Regions from separate parts of the Mus musculus genome. Here region 2 is linked to region 1. A link is a contact called in public HiChIP or PLAC-seq data. All regions are on one chromosome and are shown on one strand. Each heading gives the region's core, a stretch centred on a gene start, on an enhancer-like site or on the middle of the called end of the contact. The rest is flanking DNA. Distances are from core to core; before and after follow the strand shown. Region 1 holds the start of E2f1 (E2F transcription factor 1). Region 2 has its middle 6.2 kb from the start of Eif2s2.

Region 1 (2,965 bases), core at 178-2,677:
GGGCGCTGTGCCAAGGGGAGTAAGGGGCCTACTCTAAGATGCCTCAGGGACCAGCTGCCACCCACACCCCCATCAGGAGTTGAACAGCTTCTTCTCTGATACTGGGCCTTGCCCTCGCCCCTCCTGTCCACTCCACCCCTACAATGAAGATAGTGGCCCACTCACGGAGCTGGCCCCTGCTTAGATCCAAGTTCCACTCTCCTCGTACCCAGCTGCCTTTTCTAGGCCCCCTGCCTAAAGTGGTCTTGAGCTACTTGCTTAGAATCAGGAAGAGACTTTTATCCAGGGATCTCCCTCCCACGTCTTCTCTCTCCAGGAACTGGAGGCCCCTTCTCAGGGGCCCAGCCCACCCAGTCTTCCAGAGGCTCAGAGGTCTGTCCGCCTGATTAATAAAGTTCCATGGCAACCAGGAGCTGGAAGGGTGGCAGATGGAAGAACAGGCAAAGGAAGGGTTGCAGCAGCTGGCCCAGCACCCCGCCCCTGCAGAGAAGGCCTCCCAATCAAGAGGCCTATCCCCAGAGGCCTGGAAGGCCAGGCCTGCACCTGGCAGAGCTACTAAGGAGGATCTCCCGAAGATGTCTCTAACAGTCACCCTCTCTCACCTCCAACAAGCAACTGTGCGCACTCCCTAGCCATAGGTTCTGCAGCAAGCCAGCAGACATCAGTTCAAATATCAGCCCCACCATCTGCAGCTGCGTGAAGCACTTCCCCATCTCTGGGCCTCAGTTCCTCCCTCTGGCAGATGGGCACGTGACAACACCCAGCTCACACCAGAATTGGGAATTTGGTGCCAAAGCCTGAGCGTGCACTAAGCAAGCACCAGCTGGATACACGTGAGACACAATCATTAATGGTTCCGACGCTCCGGTGAAGACGCCGAGGCCCGGAGCGAGGCTCAGCAAACAGACAGGCAAGGCAGTCAGTCAATGCGCGCCCCGGGGCGGAGCCCCGAGGCCCAGCCCAGGCTCCGCGCCGCCCAGCGCAGCAGCCCGTCCCCTCCCCCGCCCGCGCCTAGGGTCCGTACCGGCGGGCGGCCGAGAGCCGGGCGCGGTGCACTAGGCGCGGGTCGGGGCGCCTGCGGCGTGGCGAAGAGCAGCACGTCAGAATCGCGAGGGCCAGTGGGCGGCGCGGCGGGGAGCTGCGGGGCGCCGACATCGGGCGCGGTGGAGATGATGACGATCTGCGAGGAGTCGAGCAGCCGCAACGCGCCCGCCCCGAGCAGGGCCTCCAGCGCTGGCGCGTGCTGGCCGCCCGCGGGGGCTACGGCCATGGCGCTCACGGCCCGCGTGGCCCGGGAGGCAGGCGGCGGCGGCGGCGCGGGCCCATGACTGGCAGGCCGCGGCGAGGGCTCGATCCCGCTCCGCCCCGGCCGCCGCTGCCTGCAAAGTCCGGGCCACTTTTACGCGCCAAATCCTTTTTGCCGCGAAAGAGCCACGCGCCGCCGAACGCCTCCTCCATTGGCCGGGGCGGCTGTGACGACGGAGGCTCCGATGGCGAGCATTGGTTGCGGCGTGCGGGGCAGGAGACGGAGGGTGGGACCAGGGGCGGGGTGGCCAATCCCGGGGCGGGGCGCGCGCAGGCTTTGTCCGGGCGGTGCCGGGCGCCTTCTCCCCTCTGCCTCTCGCCGTGCCCTGCAGGAGGCGTGGGCAATGGGCCCCGCCCCTTCACCGCCCACTCGATGGGTGGCGGGTCTGGCGAAGCGAACAAACTTCGTACTCGGTTCTGCACGTCCCGCAGTCTCCACATGACCCCCTAAACTCTCAACCTGTGGTCTCCACCCCCTCAGTTTACAGCCCAGAGACTGCCTCTTCAGGCTCACCTCCAAAGCTCGCTTCAGCCACATCTCCGGTCTTAAGATCCATTTATTCCATTAGTTCACATCATGCTTTCTTCCCTATCCTGTCACCCAGAAGCCAAGCCCAAGAGGGGAGCCAGGAAATGAGTAAGGGATGTGTGGCTTTGATCTCAGTGTCTTTTTACTGAAATTTCTTTCGTAGCCAGAGCCCAGTTAGCGTTCATTCATTTGGTCACTCCACAATGGCGCCTGCCTTTAATCCCAGCACTTGGGAGGCAGAGGCAGGCGGATCTTCCCAGTTCAGGTCATCCAGAACTACACAGTGAGACCCTGATCTCAAAAAAAAAAAAACGCCTGAGAGCGTTCACTGTCCCATCCTCAGTCCAGACCTTGACTCATGACTTAGTGAAAAGGAAAAAAAGGAAACACAGAAGCAGCAGATGTTTGCAATGTGAAGAGATTGGTCCATTAAAGTATCTCCTCTCATAGGGAGGTGCAGGGGCGAGGAGGGTGCGTATGGTGGTGCCTTTAATCCAGAGGTCCTCCATCAGCATTTCTGATTGCTGGGGTCAGCCCGTCTGATCAGCATTGTGGTCCTCTCTACTAGGCATCTTGCCAATACTGGGAATAGAAACATGAAAGGTTTAACAAGACCCACAAACTTCCTGTCCTTGGGGGTGGGGGAGATGACCACAAGAAGAGAGTAAGTAGCTGACAATATTCAAGTCCCCAGGTCCAGTGTAAGCTACAGGGAGCTCTCAAGCCGGGTTACTTTCTCCATGCTTCATGCTACTTAATCTTGGCCCCAACTCTGACCACATTACTCTGAGCTGGCTTAGCAGGGGCTGCTTCTCAGGCCCTTTCTGGGTATGAGAGAATTGGAGGCTGAGGGCAGAGGTGAGCAAGGACGCAATAAGGGGGCTGTGATGTTCCAGGGCCCAGAAACACCAAGGCACGGGTTAACTTTGAACCACCCCGGTTTGGCCAATTTAGAATCAATCCCCAGCCAGGCCGCCCTCTCCCCTTCTTGTTTTTTTTTTGGTTTGTTTTGATTGGGAGGGGTGGGTTTTTAGTTTGTGTTTAGAGACAGGGTCTCATCTGGCTCTGGTTGCCCTGGAACATCATTAAATCTGCCTGCTCCAGCCTCCAGTGCTGGAGTTGAATGGGTGG
Region 2 (2,965 bases), core at 311-2,810, 330 kb after region 1:
TCCAGGCAAGGTTTCTCTGTGTATCCCTGGATGTCCTGGCACTCACTCTGTAGACCAGGTTGGCCTCAAACTCAGAGATTTGCCTGCCTTCTGCCTCCTAAGTGCTGAGATTAAAGCCGTCCCCACCACCATCTGCCCTGACTTGTTTTGAATTTAGTAGAATTGCACTGCTGTAAATAGTTGGCGGAGGTATCAAGGGCTACTTGATGTTTTAGTTTCTTAGAAGATTTCTAATAAACCACAATGAGATTCTACTTACACTCATTAAATGGTTACTAAGAAAATAAAACCAAAAAGACCCATAAACCAAACAAGTGCTCGCTAACAAAGCTATGGGAATCCTTGTGTGTTATTTGTAGGAAGATGAAATACTGTATCCACTATAGAAACAGTAAGGCTATTCCTCCAAAAAAAAATGTTTAAATAGAATTACCACATGATTCAGCAATTCTGATTGTGACTATGTATCCAAGAGAACCAAAAGCAGGATGGTAAAGAAATGTTTGTCTACCTAGGTTCATAGCAGCATTACTGACAGAGGTCGAGATGAGGAGGCAATCTACCTGTTCATCACCAAACAAGCAAAAATGTGGTAAGGGCATACAATGAACTATCACTGGGCTTTTAAAAGGAAGAGGATTATGCTATAAGCAACAACATGGATAAACCTTGAGGATGGTCTGCTAAACGAAACAAACCAGTTATAAAAAGACTGGAGGGATGGCTCAGCACGGAAAAACCATAGACTGCCCTTGAAGAACATCTGAGTCTGGTTCTCAGCCCTCATGTCAGGCGGCTCGGCACTGACAGAATTGAAGTTATATTTTTTGACACTGATACAAAATTTTATATATTGATACAAGTTTAAGGTTTTCATTGGTATAAGTCTTTTTAGGTTGATACAAAATTTAAGATTAATTTTATTACAACATGATATATGTATGACTCAGCTCTTCTATAGGTATTATGCCTATGCAACTCAGTTTAAAATACACAATTTAGTCCCACTCCTTTTCATGGCTGCTATTTACAAACTGTTTAAAATATTAAGTAGTGCAAGTTAATACTCAGAGAGTCAAACTGATGGTCATATTAGATACCAGTTTAGTTAATTACAATAAAATACTTTTAAGGTTATTCAGGGAGTAAATAGATAAAACTAAACAATGTTTGACAATGAAGATATACTATAAATAGTTGGTCTTCAAAAACCTCATGTAATCCGGGTGTGGTGGCACATGCCTTTAATCCCAGCACTCCGGAGGCAGAGGCAGGTGGATTTCTGAGTTCAAGGCCAGCCTGGTCTACAATGTGAGTTCCAGGACAGCCAGAGCTATACAGAAAAACCCTGTCTCGAAAAACCAAAAAAACAAACAAACAAACAAAAAAAACAAAAACAAAAAAACAAATGCCGCAGACCTTCTGGGTCCCTGTGTCTGCGTGGAATGTGGTCTCTCGAAGCAGGTGGGCAAAGCGTGGATGAGCGACAGACACACACACAGGAGAGTTCCTGTGGAATCTGAGTGTAATTTTACAACTGAGCATCAGACTTTTTATGCAGAGGACAATAAGGAAGTTGAGTGACATATTCCCAAGGTACAATTGAGGTAACCGGGATCTTACATAAAACAGAGGAATGCAAACACAAAAGGTCTAACCGGAACCACCCAGGATAGAATACATTGATAACAGCTGGGATCAACAAGGGCTCCACCTAAAATTCACTAATCTTAGAAGCCAGGGTCAAGGGCTTCCCGTCCTTGCCATAGTTCCTATTTTAGTCTCTTGTATAGTCCACCTTCCCCTTAGGCCATTGTAAATATGTGTGTATGGGTGTAACTCTGCTATAGTATCTATTCTGGTTTCTCCTTTGGTCTGAAACTTCCTTCTTCCTAAGTGATGGTAAATTCCTGTGTAAGGGAGTGACTTAGCTTTTACAATCTTGCTGAATTCCAAACCCTTGATCTTGGTCAAGGACGCCCTTGGACTGTTGGAACACTGGTGGAACACTTTAGCCATGTCAGAGCACTTATAGGAAAATACTGAAAGAGAGCACACGTGGATCCAACTCTAGACTAGTGCGGTAATGGAACTCGGGAATGAAAAATTAAAGTATGAGTAGAGAACACTAGACTTCAGGAGGAGAACTTCCTTGAAACTCTTTTGCCTCATGAGTGACTTTTAAGCCTTTCAGCTTGTCCAGTTGACTTGACCGGAGAGCATAGCAAACAAACAAACAAAAAAACCCAAACCCAAAACCAAAACCAAACAAACAAACAAACAAAACACACAAAAAACCCTCATGGTTCAACTGCAGACAATTTGTCCAGAAAGGACAAATGGATGCAGGGAAATCAACTGCTAAACTCTGCCAAGTTAGAATAAGAACGTCCTTTGTAATTCCTGCTTCTCAAAAGATCTGTCATATATTGTGGCCCAGAAGGTTGAAGATAGATGCTCTAATATTAGAGAGATGATATTGGGAACTGTCCAGGTGATCAGCTGTCTGTCATTTCTATGATTTCAGAAGCTGTGTTCCAGCATTTCCTGCATACTTGGGTAATATTTATTTCCTTCTTGGGCATCTGAGAGGCTTGAAGTGATAGTCTTACTATAAGCTTGTGTTGTTTAAGATTTAAAAAATGATCTAGGTCCAAGAAGATGTTTTTAAGATAATGAGATGAGTCAGGACAGAAAATGATTTAGATATAGAACTTTTTGGGGGGGGTGTTTTTGTTGAGACAAGGTTTCTCTGTATACTTGGCTGTCCTGGAACTTACTCTGTAGACCAGGCTGGCCTTGAACTCAGAAATCCACCTGCCTCTGCCTCCTAAGTGCTCTGGGATTAAAGGTGTGTGCCACCACTGTCTGGCAATATAGAACTTTAAACATACCAAAATAGGATAGATAATAAAATGATTTCAAACGTTGCCAAATACTATGGACTGGACATTATAAATGTATA

Evidence for each region. HiChIP or PLAC-seq counts read pairs in DNA pulled down with a chosen protein or histone mark.
Region 2: an H3K27ac HiChIP or PLAC-seq map of embryonic stem cells shows a contact between it and region 1, with 5 read pairs. The contact joins the enhancer-like site here to the promoter of E2f1 in region 1. A contact is called at or near these places in 4 of 484 Hi-C or Micro-C datasets (CD4 T cells, cardiomyocytes, embryonic stem cells and 1 more), 5 of 115 datasets of contacts at active chromatin or transcription factors (bone marrow-derived macrophages, embryonic stem cells, memory CD8 T cells and 1 more) and 1 of 9 other capture datasets (liver).

Annotation. Positions count from the first base shown.
Region 1 is chr2:154,568,465-154,571,429 of GRCm38.p6, forward strand. E2f1 (E2F transcription factor 1) reads right to left here and starts at 1,428. Exons shown (of 7, transcript NM_007891.5): 1 at 1,025-1,428. The coding sequence starts at 1,270.
Region 2 is chr2:154,897,626-154,900,590 of GRCm38.p6, forward strand. No RefSeq gene overlaps it. Among named protein-coding and RNA genes, the nearest start is that of Eif2s2, 6.2 kb to the left of the region's middle. Within about 2 kb of position 1,561, at least 12 of the 459 cell types and tissues checked have an H3K27ac peak or open chromatin away from gene starts, as enhancers often do. A contact at or near this core is called in embryonic stem cells, where this site is marked.